Linked DNA regions of Mus musculus: region 2 is linked to region 1. A link is a contact called in public ChIA-PET data. All regions are on one chromosome and are shown on one strand. Each heading gives the region's core, a stretch centred on a gene start, on an enhancer-like site or on the middle of the called end of the contact. The rest is flanking DNA. Distances are from core to core; before and after follow the strand shown. Region 1 overlaps Gm30881 (a long non-coding RNA gene). Region 2 overlaps Hlcs (holocarboxylase synthetase (biotin- [propriony-Coenzyme A-carboxylase (ATP-hydrolysing)] ligase)).

Region 1 (6,671 bases), core at 3,536-6,035:
TGTTGTTGTTTTGTTTTGTTTTCGAGACAGGGTTTCTCTGTATAGCCTTGGCTGTCCTGGAACTCACTTTGTAGACCAGGCTGGCCTCGAACTCAAAAATCTGCCTGCCTCTGCCTCCCAAGTGCCGGGATTTTTTGTTTGTTTGTTTGTTTTTGAGACAGGGTTTCTCTGTGTAGCCCTGGCTGTCCCGGAACTCACTCTGTAGACCAGGCTGGCCTCGAACTCAGAAATCCGCCTGCCTCTGCCTCCCAAGTGCTGGGATTAAAGATGTGCATGCCACCGCTGGGCTCCAGTGTTCTTTTTGTTTACAGTAAGCACACTGGTCCTTCTCTGGTCTATTCCTCTCCCAATGCCTCAGGCTTCCCCTCTCTGGGAGCTCTTTTTTTGCTCTCCCTGAGTGTTGCCACTACTGTTTGGGTCAATCTTTTGGTCTGTTTTTCTTCTACAAGCAGTGGTTCTCAACCTGTGGGTCACAAACCTTTAGGAGTGGAACAGCTGTTTTATAGAGTCCTCTAAAATCATCAGAAAACACAGATATTTACACTGTGACTATAACGGTAGCAAAATTACAGTTATGCTGGGTGGTGGTGGTGCATGCCTTTAATCCTAGCACTTGAGAGGCAGGCAGATTTCTGAGTTCGAGGCCAGCCTGGTCTACAGAGCACGTTCCAGGACAGCCAGGGCTATACAGAGAAACCCTGTCTCGAAAAAAAAACAAAAACAAACAAACAAACAAACAAACAAAAATTACAGTTATAAAGTAGCCACAAAATAATTTTAGGGTTGGGGATCACTACGACGTGAGGAACTCTATTAAAGGGTCGCAGCATTGAGAAATGTTGGGAACCCACGGTTCTACTGAGTCACAGTTACTGTAAATAATGAATCATTGATTGGAAGAAAGACATAACCCATGAAAGGTGGAGAGTGGGAACCTTCAGGCCTTGGACCCACCAGAGGTGCCTCCCTTGAGAGGAAGATGGAGGCTGCCTCTGTTCCAGGGAAATTCCTCCTGGAGCTGCCAGAGCCAAAGTCACTCTGGGTGTGTGGAGGGAAGAGGGGGGCCTGAAGAAGAAGAGACTAACCCCACCCCCATCTTGGGTATTGTGGTTATATAAAGATAAACAGATATTAAGATATGTTCTATGGGGGGTGGTGAGGTATGGGGGAAGGGGTACCTCAGTGGGCTCACGCCAAAACATCCCTTCACCCTGAGGGACCAGCCACATGCATAGAATAGAGTTTATTTAGGGCATGGGGAAGGGAGTTAAGAGGGTAGTAGAGGCAGAGAAAGGCAGAGAGGGGGAGAGAGTAGAGAAGTAGAGGCCAGCCATGACCATGTGGAGGGGTGCGGGGGGAAGGGAATGGGGAGAGAAGGGGTGAGAGGCAAGAGAGTAAAGAACAAGAGAGGAGAGAGGAGGGGCAAACAGCCCCTTTTATAATGGCCCAGGACTATCCGGTTGATGCCAGGTAACTGGGGAGGAGCATACTCGGCTGCTGCCAGGAACGGTGGCGGTGGAGTTTAGACAGAATACCAACACTGGGAACTATATCCACCTTCCTGTGCACACAGGAGAGTGAGATTGCTGCTCCTGCACTTGGGGCCAGGGGAGGCACCCCCAGAATCCAGGCAAGGAGGAGTGGCACTGTCCCAGGGAGCCCGAGCAAGGAGTAAGACAGAGGGGACAAAGTTAGTCAGAGCCAGGAACGAGCATGCTGGAAGGAGATAAAGATGGAGTTTCTAGGTGGTGGTGGAGGGGAGAGGGAGTCCAAGGTATAAAACTACATGCCCCCCAGCAAGGCAAGTGCACTATGTCCTCATCCCTGGGTGTGGTCATGGGCTAAGACGGCCATACAGAGAGGGATGTCAATTTCTTCCCACAGGGCTGAGAGAACAGGTGGAGGTTTTAGGTTTCTCTGGCCAAGCCAAAAGGATTTGGTCCCTAACAAGAGGCTATGGGTCTTGAGCCAGGAAGGTGGGTCTTGCCCAGAGAAAGCCGGTGCTCAGTATATCCACAGTGGCTCACCAAGCCCTCCCAGAAGCCTTTCAGCACCTCAACAGTATCTGGGTATTGCTCTCTCCCCTTCATTTTTAGCTATGCTCCCTCAACAAACAGAACTGAGAGAAACATACAGAGACAGAAGGACACCCGGCAATAACGACGGTTGGGTTTGGGGTGGAAGCTGAGAGAACTCACTTCAGAGAGAGAAGCTTGGAATAAAAGAAGCGTTGCTCTCTGCCTGCAGGGAGGCAGCCAGTTCAGGAGCGGGACTCTGTCCCCAGTGGGAGACTGTACACCGTTTTTAAAGGATGGGAACACAAAGTGAGGGAGAGCAGGGTGGCTGTTGCATCGACAAATCATGTTTTGACACAAGGCGTTAAACGAGGAAGTTAATTTTGGTGACTAGGTCATTTCCAGATCATGTGGTTTCAGGGTCCTCAGACAGCGTTTGTATCCAGGTCCCCTCCTGGACTCTGACCTAAAGTCTGTAGCAATAAAGGAACAAAGGAGTGGGCAAGCGGCCCCACAGTCAATTAATCAAGACAGGCAGCACATTTACGACTTGTGTGCCTGAGTTAGATAGCAGGATAAGGGAAACTTCCCTCTGCAAGTCCTTCACTGGTTAACAGACAAATGTGAAACATCTGAAGAAGAAGGTTAGGAGCCTGCAAATATGATCTCACTTTTTCGTTCCTGCTTCCAGGTAGACTTTGTTCCTGAGATGGTTGGACTCGGGAAACTATCTCCTAACGGAGACAAGCAGAAGTGACCATCATGCACTGAGACCAGGGACTCCAATGACAGCTCATGCAGATCCCAGAGGAATTTGGGCTTTGTCCTGCCTTCCTGAGGTGTCCTGTGCAGAAGGTGTCATAAACAGGCTCACTTCTGAAGGGGATTGATCCAGGAGACTTTCTGTAGCATCCTGTTTAGGGCAGAAACGTTGGGAGCCTATGGATCTATAGGAGCAGAGAAGTTCCTGGGACTCAAGAATGTCTCATGGTATATACCCCATAGGAACAATATTTCTCAGGACATCTAAGGCCCCCTGGTGTCCTGGTGTGTCAATGTCTGGAATCTTGCTGCTACCTCCAGAATGTTGGAGGTAAGTCCACCAGAGAACATACACACTCCTTTTTATTTTTTTAAGATGTATTTATTTTATTTGTATGAGTACACTGTAGCTGTCTTCAGAAACACTAGAAGAGGGCATTGGGTCCTATTACAGATTTTTTTTGTTTTTTTGTTTTTTTGTTTTTTTTTTTTTCCCTCACTGTAGAGAAGAACGTTAGGACAAGCAATATGAAGCAGAGTTGCAGTTTATGACACAGATTAAGCACGGGGGTTAATACAAAGAGAGGCACTCTGGGAAAGTCTAATACAACTGTGGTGGATGGGCTTCTCAAGGGAGAGTCGCATCTGTGGACCCTGTGGCTCTCTCAGTTACATTGTCCCCCCCACCCTTGTCGTCCCCCGTCATCGTGCCCCCCCCGCCCCCCCCCCCCTGCCAAGACAGGGTTTCTCTGTATAGCCCTGGCTGTCCTGGAACTCACTTTGTAGACCAGGCTGGCCTCGAACTCAGAAATCCACCTGCCTCTGCCTCTGCCTCCCAAGTGCTGGAATTAAAAGCATGTGCCACCACGCCCCGGCCAGTTACATTGTTTAAAGAGCATAATTTACTACCCATCTGAAAAAGGTTAAACAAAGCTTAAACCTTAAGAAAAAGCTTTGTGCTTGTTGACTTGATTTCCTTCTGACTTTCCTTTTGTGAACGGAACTGTTCCCATGGCTCCTGGAAGTGTGTAGCTAGGTTTTAGACACAGTATCAACAGGTTGAAACTCAGGGTTACAAATCTTCTGACCCCAAGTGAGCACAGTATGGATGTAAGAAGAAACGAGAATGGAAAGAATGTGATTGCTCCTATGTATGGTAGAGGAGGAGGTTTATCATCATCATCATCATCCATTATTATTATCACTGAGGTAGGGTTTCTCTGTGTAGCCCTGGCTGTCTTAGAACTCACTCTGTAGACCAGGCTGTTCTCAAACTTTCAGAGATCTGCTTGTCTCTGCCTTCCGAGGGCTGGGATTAAAAGTCTGCTCCACAACGCCCGGCAGGAGAAGGTTTATTACAGATAAAAGGGACGGCATAATCAGAGGCAGGGACTTCCGGAAGAGCCTAGAGTGGACACCTGATTCTGAGCCATGTGAGAGGAGGGAGGACTCAGGAAGGGAGAGGAGAGAGAAGGGAGCCGGCTGTAATATCCAGGATGTCCAAAAGAGGAGCAGTAACCAAGATGGTTGGATTCTCTAGGGATGAGCAGCAGCCCAGTCAGCTGGACTAGAGAAGTTTAGGGGAGGGGGGAGGGCATGCAGACCAAAGGATTCTGGGAGAACCTGGGAGCCAAGTTCACTTTGATATGTTAAGAAGGCATCTCAAGCGTTTGTTTTTGCTATGTGTGAGCTGTCTTTAGGAACATATATTATCTCTGCAGATATGTGGCTTTTTACCAGTGGCATTGAGTGGTATTCCTTGACACTCATCAAGGAAGGCAACTGGCTCCCAGGTTCAGTGGATTGGCCCCATTCTACTTCATTTCCTTCTGTGCCTTCCTCCTCCTCTATGCTGTGGCCCCAGCTTTGGCGGGTTTCCAGGAAGTCAGAGATGGGTGGTGTGGCCCAAGAAACCAGAACAAACCAGCTTTCGCTGTAGCTGTAGCGGATGCCTCTTTCCTGTTCCGCTTTCTCGGAGCTGAGGTTGAGAGTGCAGAGTTCTAAAGTCTGAGAGAGTTTGGTTTCAGTTCCTGGCTCTGCTCTGAGCCTTGGCTCTGCTGCCTTAGAAATGCTAACAGGACAGTAAGAATCGAAACCTTGCAAGTGAGGCGGGCCCGGTAGGAGGGATCTCTTCATGCCTGCACACACAGCCTTCACTCACACCAACACCCTTGAAGGTCTTTGTCTCCTAAACGCTGGCCTGTTAGAAGAATACCAAGAGTGTTGCTATTTGTGCCTGTTACCCTCGGCCAGCACCGCCCCTGCCAAAACACTGCTTGTCTCAGTGTAGTGGTTCTTTGGGTCAATTTCACCACTTCTGGGAGGAATTGAACTGGCTTCAATGTGGGTATTGAAACTCGTTCATTAGGAAGAAAGAAAATATCAACCCGAGGCACCGAGAGCCTGGAGATGTGGCTGGGTTGGCAGAGGGCTGGCTTAGCCCTGGGTTTGAGCTCCTTCCTATACAGAGTGGTCATGAGAATCATCGCACACAGCTGTGATCATCACATGTAAAAGGTGGAGGCAGGAAGATAGATGACTCCGTACCAAAAACAAAACAAAACAGACAAAACAAAACCTAGAAGCTGAGGTATGGACGTCTGCCAGGACAGAGCATGCTGTGAAAGCCAATCAAGCTCAGTTAGCCCGAGCCCTCACGCCACCCTTCAGGCCTTTGCCGCAGGGAACATCTGCATGCACATCTTCTTTGTGATGCCTTTTAAAAAAATTTCCCCTTGGATAAGTTTATGTAGGAGGAACCGGTAATAAATATAGATTAAGTAGTATGTGTTTGCAGAAATCGGTAAAGCTCTTTTAGATACCTGTTAGGTCACAGGTCCTCCATTTGTTTAGAAATCAGCTCAAACTAGACTATAGGGTTTGTGGTGGTTAGAAAAAAGCCAGCCAGCATTTCTCTGGAACTTGTGAAATGGGCTTTCCATCCCCCCCCCCCCCCGCCCCCAAGAGGCCCTCCCCAAGCTGTGCACTCCCTTGTCTTTACAGCCCTATGCTTGGTCCTCCCTGAGGTCTTACAGCCCCCTCCCCACTCCCCGCCCCTCACACCTTTCTCTCCTCTAGACACTTCCAAATGCCTCTGGATTGTCCCCCCCCCCCCCAAAAAAAAACCCACAAAACAAAACACACCTTTCCCCTAATGGAGCAGTCATGTTGGCAGTTTCTTTACTGCACCCCATTGCATAGCATATGATATCAAGAAGAGAAAAGGTGCTTGTCTTACTTAGGATTTCTATTGTTAGGATGAAATGTCATGACCAAAAAGCAAGTTGAGAAAGAAAGTGTTTATCTGGCTCACGATTCCATATCACTGCTCATCATCAAAGCAAGTCAAGGACCAGAATTCAAACTGGGCAGGAGCTGACTGCCTGGGGCGGAGGCTGACGAGGGCTGGGGGCTGACGGGGACCGGGCTGACGGAGTCAGAGGACACGGAGGGTGCTGCTCACTGGCTTGCTCCTCATGGATTGCTCGGCTCTGCTTTTTTGCTGGGCCCTCCTCCATCAATTGCTAATTGAGAAAATACCCTACAGCTAGATTTTTTTTTTTTTTGGAATTATTTATTTTATATATGTGAGTGCACTGTAGCTGTCTTCAGACACACCAGAAGATGGCTTTGGATCCCATCACAGATGAACTCAGCGCTCTTAACCGCTGAGCCATGCCTCCAGCACCTACAGCTAGATCTTGTTAAGGTATTTCCTCCTCTCAGATGACTTTGACTTTAACAAGTTGACATAAAACTAGCCAGCTCAGTGCTAAATTTGTAAGCAGACATCAGAGTTGACATTCATGGTCTAATAGAAACTGATGATATAAAGAACATATTGATTTTTGATTTTCCTCTGCTTATATTTATTGCATCTGTACATATGTGTAC
Region 2 (6,671 bases), core at 1,320-3,819, 410 kb before region 1:
CATGATGTCCTCTAACTTCCACGTGCCCAGATGCCGCACAAACATGTGTGACAAATAGGTGAATGTAATATGTTAAAAAAATTTCTAACTTGATACTTGCCGAGATACAAGGATGGCAGGCAAATATAAAAAGTCTTGGTTTTCATAATTAATCTACTGAGTAGAAACGTCTGTATGTACCACTGCAGTTCATAATGTGCTATGTCAAATACAATATGCTAGCGTCAAAGCCGAGATGTGGCCAGTCTCTCTCTCTCTTGCAGTTACTGGAGTTCTGTGCTGTGGTGGTGTGCGTGCACATGGCGAAGAGGGTTGTATGTTCAGAACCATGTCCACTGTGACATTGAAGGGTGAACCAAGCTGAGTCCTGACAGAAACACCTTGGGCTCACTGAGTGTTTGATTCTGAGTTAATCTTGGGTTCATCATGTATTCAGAGACCTTTTATTGTTGCCAAATTTTGTGTGGCTTCAGTGTTTCCAGACACAGCTGAAGAGCTGTGTGTTAGACCGTTAGCCCCTAGCAAATGGGTAACTTTACACTACTTCCTTCTGTGCGTTGTATACTCGGTAATCATTTGCTTGGTTTTATTTAAAGCTCAGCCACTCAATTAATACCTTGTGAGCTCCAGCAGGACACAGGTACCAGTTAGTGGGGTGAGGTGCTTGTACCTAATTATCAGAACTGTATAAACCTGATGTGGCCTCACACACCTGTAACCACAGTGCAGGTAGTTCAGGATCACAGTTACATGGTGAGTTTAAGGCTAGCCTGTCTCATATGAAGCAAAGAAAGAAGTAAAAAGAAAGAAAAAAAAAAAGAGAGAGAGAGAAACAGCCAAGGGCTGGAGAGATGGCTCAGAGGTTAAGAGCACTGACTGCTCTTCCAGAGGTCCTGAGTTCAATTCCCAGCAACCACATGGTGGCTCACAACCATCTATAATGGGATCCGATGCCACCTTCTGGTGTGTCTGAAGACTGCGACAGTGTAATCACATGGAATAAATAAATCTTTAATAAAGAGAAACAGCCAATAAGGGAATCAATCTGGAGGACGTGGTTAAAACCTCATCCTTGTAGCTCACGCTCATCTTAGAGAAAGAAGCTATAGAGGCGGCTGCCATTTACAAGTGACCTGAACCCCTCTGGTGGCTGGAAGTGTTTTATCTGGAGTCTATAGGGTACAGACAAGTTAGCCCATAGTAACAGAGCCATGACCTGACCTGGGCCAACCCGGATATGCTCACTAGACATCTGGCTATGTCCTGGCAAGTCAGCCAGGGATGTTTGGCTACTGGGGCCCAGGCCAGATCTCATGACTTCCCATGAGTTGTGAAAATGTCAGGTTCGTCGGTGCCTGTTCATGCCACTAGGAAAGGTAGCTGTGTGCTCGGCCCTTTGCAGGGAGGGCATGTGGTGTGAAGGTGGAAGGTTGGTCGGCAGTCGTTTAATCTGTTTGTCTGTAACCAAGATGATCGCATTCCTTTCTTGGAGAGTACACACAGCCAGCCATTGATGTGGAAACTGAGAAAAAGCAAGACTCGGAATATTTAGAGTTTTTCTTTAATGCTTAACATGATTTCTGACCAGCATGAGATCCGGTTGTACTTCTGGTCCTAGGTGGACACATCACTGGGTGGCGAGCCTAAGACTACTCCCCGAGAAGGCTGTGAGCCTACAGCCAGGGGAGGCTGTGAGTAGGTCTACAGGTCTGGTGCAGTCAGACACATGTGATAAGAAAAACTTCTCAAACGTTGGTTTAGGGGTTAACACGAGTCCTAATTAGGAACAGTTTAGACAGGTTTAGAATGGCGTGTTCACGAGTGTGTTCTCGGAGGTGTGACCACTCACTCACCTGTGTCCACGTAGTATGGAGACAGAGGCTGAGCAGTGGGTGGGTTTACAAATGCATTGTATTAAAACCCTGTAAATGTGTAAAGAAAAAATAACTGTAATATCGTGTTGGGTAATGAAGCAGCTATTTCCCCTGTTTGTTAGGTCGCCTCTCCTCACTTCCTCTTTCCTGAGTTTGTTTTAAGGCTTATTTACAACCTTTGTTTTTCTTTCAAATAAAACACCTGTTTTGGAGCAAGAGCTTCATGGTTCTCACCTGCCCCTTACCAGGTTCTTATACGCGGGCACACCTCGGGGACAGAGAGGTCTGTTTCTGCATGGAGGGTATTCCGTCACTTGGAGAGCCCAAAGCCACATACTTTCTGCGTTGCACAAGAAGTCATTCATCATTTTCAGTTTAGACAAAATGCTAACACTCCCCGAAGAGTATTCAAATTAGCAAGGAGAAGGGTGAGGTCAGTGGCTGGTAGAGGAGCTTCTCCTAGGCCGTGGGAAGGGCATGGGGAGCAGGAAGAGTCCAGAGAGGATGGGAGCCTAGTCCTGCCTGTGGGTTCCAGAGGTCACCGGAATGGTAATGGAGTTTTCACAGTTTGGAGCTGGAGAATGTGTGTGTATGTGTGCAGCGTTTACCCAAAACCGAAAGTGCCTGGTGGGGCAGGTGGCCATGTTAACAGCCTGGAAACCTTGGGCTACTTTTAACAGCCTGGGGTGCAAAGTGACTCTCTCAGCCTGTCTGGGCCAGCTTCCTTGTTTGTAAGGTGAGAGGGCTATGCTGTATCTGTGGCTTAAGAATGTCTAATATTGCAATTCTTTCTTTTTATTCTTTTCTCATATATCACATCCCAACCACAGTTCTCCCTCCCACCCCATGCCTCCCCGTCTCTTCCTCCCCACCTCTGCCTCTCCTCAGAAAAGATCAGGTCTCCCAGGGACATCAACCCACCAGAGTCATTACAGTAAGACCTAGCACATATCATTACGTCTAGGCTGGACAAGGCAGCCAGTAGGAGGAAAAGGGTCCTACAAGTAGGCAAAAGAGTCAGGGACAGCCCCACCCCCACTGTTAGGAGCTTATTTTGTTTGTTTTTTTGTTTTTTGTTTTGTTTTTGTTTTTTGTTTTTGTTTTTCGAGACAGGGTTTCTCTGTGTAGCCCTGGCTGTCCTGGAATTCACTTTGTCGACCAGGCTGGCCTCGAACTCAGAAATCCGCCTGCCTCTGCCTCCCGAGTGCTGGGAAGGAGCTTATTTTTTTAAGTAATAAACTCCTTCTCAAATGAGGTAAATACAGGAATCTACATACAAGTAGCCACAGGGGCTTTCCCAGCCTTAGGGCTTGCATGGAGGCTGGACAGGAAGGTACCTGAAGTCCTTCAGGCTGGGATACTCCCTTGCTGGCTGACTTCTTTTATTTTGAGCTCTCACGTTCTCTCCTTTAAGCCCTTTATGCCTCCTGGAGGTGCTGTTCAGTCGGAAGGTAAACTCGCTTTTCCCTGCGGATGTTCCATGCCACGGGAGAGTCTTATTCACAGCACACGGTGTCATGCGAAGTTCTCGACTTCTCCAGGGTTGCCCTAGGGACGGATGGCCAGAACTCCCTCTGGCACCCAGGGAAATCTGCGTGGGCCCCGTGGCCCTCTCATACTAAGTAGCCACTGTCGTGGGTGGAAGTGGGGAGCAGTTGTCTGGGTGAATGTTTAAATGCTTCCCCTGGAAGGAACTGTGTCCTGGGGTCACTTCCAAGCCAAACAGCCAGACTTTGGGGGAGCTGGGATGGCCCAGTGTGGTAGTACCCACCTGCCATCTCAGCTTTTGGGAGGCAGAGGCTGGAAGATTGGGAACCCAAGGCTGTCTTCAAGTGTGTAGTAGATTCCAAGACCAGCTTGGAATATGTGAAGCCCTGTCTGAATACTGGTTAAATAACTGGTTGGCTGTTTAAGTCAGTAACTCCATGGACTGCAGAGGAGTTGGTGGCACTGCAGTAAGAACTCAGCTGCCCTGGGAGCCGCCCCGGCCCACAGAGCCATCTGGAGGCTTGAGAGGCCCAGGACGGTGGAGGGAGGGGAAAGTTCAGCAGAGGGGGAGGACGCTGTCTCAGGTGAGGTCTTACTAACATTTTAGACCTTAGAGTTCCTTCCAAGCTTGTTTGGCTGGTCAGCAGGTAACACCTAGGCTCTGCCTGGCCCCATGAGGGAGGGTCCTTATGCTTGGAACGAGGTGCAGAGTGCGAGGTAGAAGCTTATGCAAGTTCTGCCTTCTCCCTTTTCTGGAGCTTTTAATCCTCTCTCCTTCGTTTAGTGTCCTCTCCACTTTTGAAAACAATCCATGGAGCTTTGTCATCTCAAACGAACCAAACAAGATATAATCTGACTTTTAGCTTTCCTCGATATCTGTAGAGGAGATCCAAGATGCTTGGGTGTTGTGATCCGCGACTGTGAATCTCAGGCGAGAACCTGCACTCCTGCGGGAGGCCCGTAGAATGCTTGCACAGCCCTTATTTTGGGCCCTTTTTTCCTCCTTTCACCGGTGGCTGCCAACCTTAGGGGCATTTGTGGAAGTGAGGGCATCTCCCATGCCCCGCATCAGGTGGACAGTGTTTTCCAGACCCATTTTCTCTTAGATCTGAAAGGCCAGCCACCCACTGCAGTCCGCCTGTGCCCCATTGCGTCTGAACAGCCACAACGAGTCTCTCCTGTCACAGGCTCAGTTAACAGTTACTGACCTCATGCCAGCTCCATCTCTCTGAATGGAAATTATAGACTCACCTCATTCCACAGTGGAAATCTGACTGTGACTCTAAATAGAAAAAACACTTAGTCCTCCCTGTCCCAAGTGCTTGGCTGTGTCTCTGTTGGTTTGACTACTGTTGATTGCCGTTATGGACTTTCTTGTCCCATATAGTTTGTTTTCTAAGCCTCCCCGTCCTACTAGTGGAATGGGCTGCTTGTTCCTCTGTGCCATTGTCTGTGGATGCAGATAGCAACACGGATGAGCCTTTTCTGAGACCTACATTAGGTGACGGTGGCCACACCCAGGGCCTTGTCTTAGGTGACAGCCCCGGTCCTGACTAGCAGCTCTCTCTCTGTGTCCTTAAGTAGCAGCTGGTACAGGACATTTCTAGTTAATACAAACTTCCTGTGAGAGCCGAGGCTGCCTCTCTCTTTACCTTCTGTCTCGTTCATGGTAACCCTTCAGAGGTCAGCCACAGTGAATGCAATTATGTAGGTCTCGAGGTCTAATGTTTTGTGAACTTGAAAACAAAACTGTAATAATGATTAGATTTTAAAAAATAAACAGTGCCAGAGACCTATGGGGCAGTATGAAAATGTCTAGTACATGTATAATCAGAGGTCCAGGAGGACAAGAGAGAGAAAAAATATTTGAAGAAATAACAGCCAGATGTTCCCCCAGTTTAACAAAAGACATAAATTTACAAGTTCAAGACATTTGCAAACCGAAGCAAAATAAATACAGTGAAATGCACCTAGATCCCCTGTACTCGGTGCCAAAGCCCCAGATGACGAAGGAATATGTCAGTCAGTCCAAGGAACTGGTGCTGCACGTTCACAAGAGTGGAGTGGCCTTCTCAGAAGCCACACAGTCCAGAAGACTGTATTTACAGAGTCAGAACTATGTTTTATTATTTTTTAAAGATTTATTTATTATTATACATAAGTACACTGTAGCTATCTTCAGGCACACTAGAAGAGGGCGCAAGATCTCATTATGGGTGGTTGTGAGCCACCATGTGGTTGCTGGGATTTGAACTCAGGACCTTCGGAAGTGCAGTCAGTGCTCTTACCCTCTGAGCCATCTCTCCAGCCCCTCTACCCCCAGAACTATGTTTTTAAAGGGCTCAAAGAAAATAAAGCTGTCGATCCGGACTGGTACATAGAACAACACGCTTGTGCAGCAAAGGCCAATGTTTTCAGATGAACAGCTGACCATGGAAGGACAGGAGAGAGCAAGCTCCCGGGAGTGCAGAGGACGCATGCGTGCCGTGTGGACACTCGGGCCTGGGTGCTGGCGTGCTCTGCACTGGGTGTTAGAACCCTCAGGAGGGCTAGTTGGAAGGGTGGGTCGCTAGGGACGGGCCTTGAGGTTAGATAGCTTGTACCCACTTCATCCCACTCTGCTTACTCCTGACACCGTGTGATCAGCTGCCTCACACTCCTGCTGTCATGCCCCTCCCCCACCACCTTGTGGGACTGAACCCCAAGCTGTGGCCAAAACCAACCCTTCTTTCTTTAACTGAGTTTGCAGCTAACCCTAGTTACAGCAGCGAGGAACGTACCTAATCCACAGAGTTTCAGCTGCCATCTCGGGCGGTCCGCATGTAGACATGGTGCCTTATGTCAGCTCTGGCCTCCTGGACAATGATGGGTGCAGTCAGCCATTGCTGCATAGCACATTGCTAAAAGAAGGTATGAATTTGGAATGGAGGCTGTAATCCCTAGGGTAGCCATGAAGGTGAAAGATTCAGGGCAAAACCAAGCTGAGGGGCTGGAGATGCTCAGCAGTTAAAGGCACTGGCTGCTCCTTCCGAGGACCCAGGTTGGGTTTCCAGAGTCCACGTGAGACTCACCCCCATCTGTAACTCCACTTCCAGGGATCAAATGCCCTGTTCTGACTCCTGAGGGTACCAGGAATGTACATGGTTTGCATTCCTTTGGAAGCTCTGGCCACTAGTTGAGTGGCCTGACCTCAGTTATTTTTCTACATAGACCCCATATCGGGATATTATATAGTATGTAAACTGTAGCATATACTTACAATGGAGCTACAAAAGGAAAAACAACCAGGCCATGGAGGCGGTCCATGGT

The links. ChIA-PET counts read pairs in DNA pulled down with a chosen protein or histone mark.
Region 2: an RNA polymerase II ChIA-PET map of memory CD8 T cells shows a contact between it and region 1, with 7 read pairs. The contact joins two enhancer-like sites. A contact is called at or near these places in 2 of 115 datasets of contacts at active chromatin or transcription factors (kidney and memory CD8 T cells).

Annotation. Positions count from the first base shown.
Region 1 is chr16:93,814,660-93,821,330 of GRCm38.p6, reverse strand. All of the region lies in intron 1 of Gm30881 (a long non-coding RNA gene), which reads left to right. Among named protein-coding and RNA genes, the nearest start is that of Morc3, 14 kb to the left of the region's middle. Within about 2 kb of position 4,785, at least 237 of the 459 cell types and tissues checked have an H3K27ac peak or open chromatin away from gene starts, as enhancers often do. A contact at or near this core is called in memory CD8 T cells, where this site is marked.
Region 2 is chr16:94,218,794-94,225,464 of GRCm38.p6, reverse strand. The region is part of intron 6 of Hlcs (holocarboxylase synthetase (biotin- [propriony-Coenzyme A-carboxylase (ATP-hydrolysing)] ligase)); the gene reads left to right. Among named protein-coding and RNA genes, the nearest start is that of Hlcs, 68 kb to the left of the region's middle. Within about 2 kb of position 2,569, at least 99 of the 459 cell types and tissues checked have an H3K27ac peak or open chromatin away from gene starts, as enhancers often do. A contact at or near this core is called in memory CD8 T cells, where this site is marked.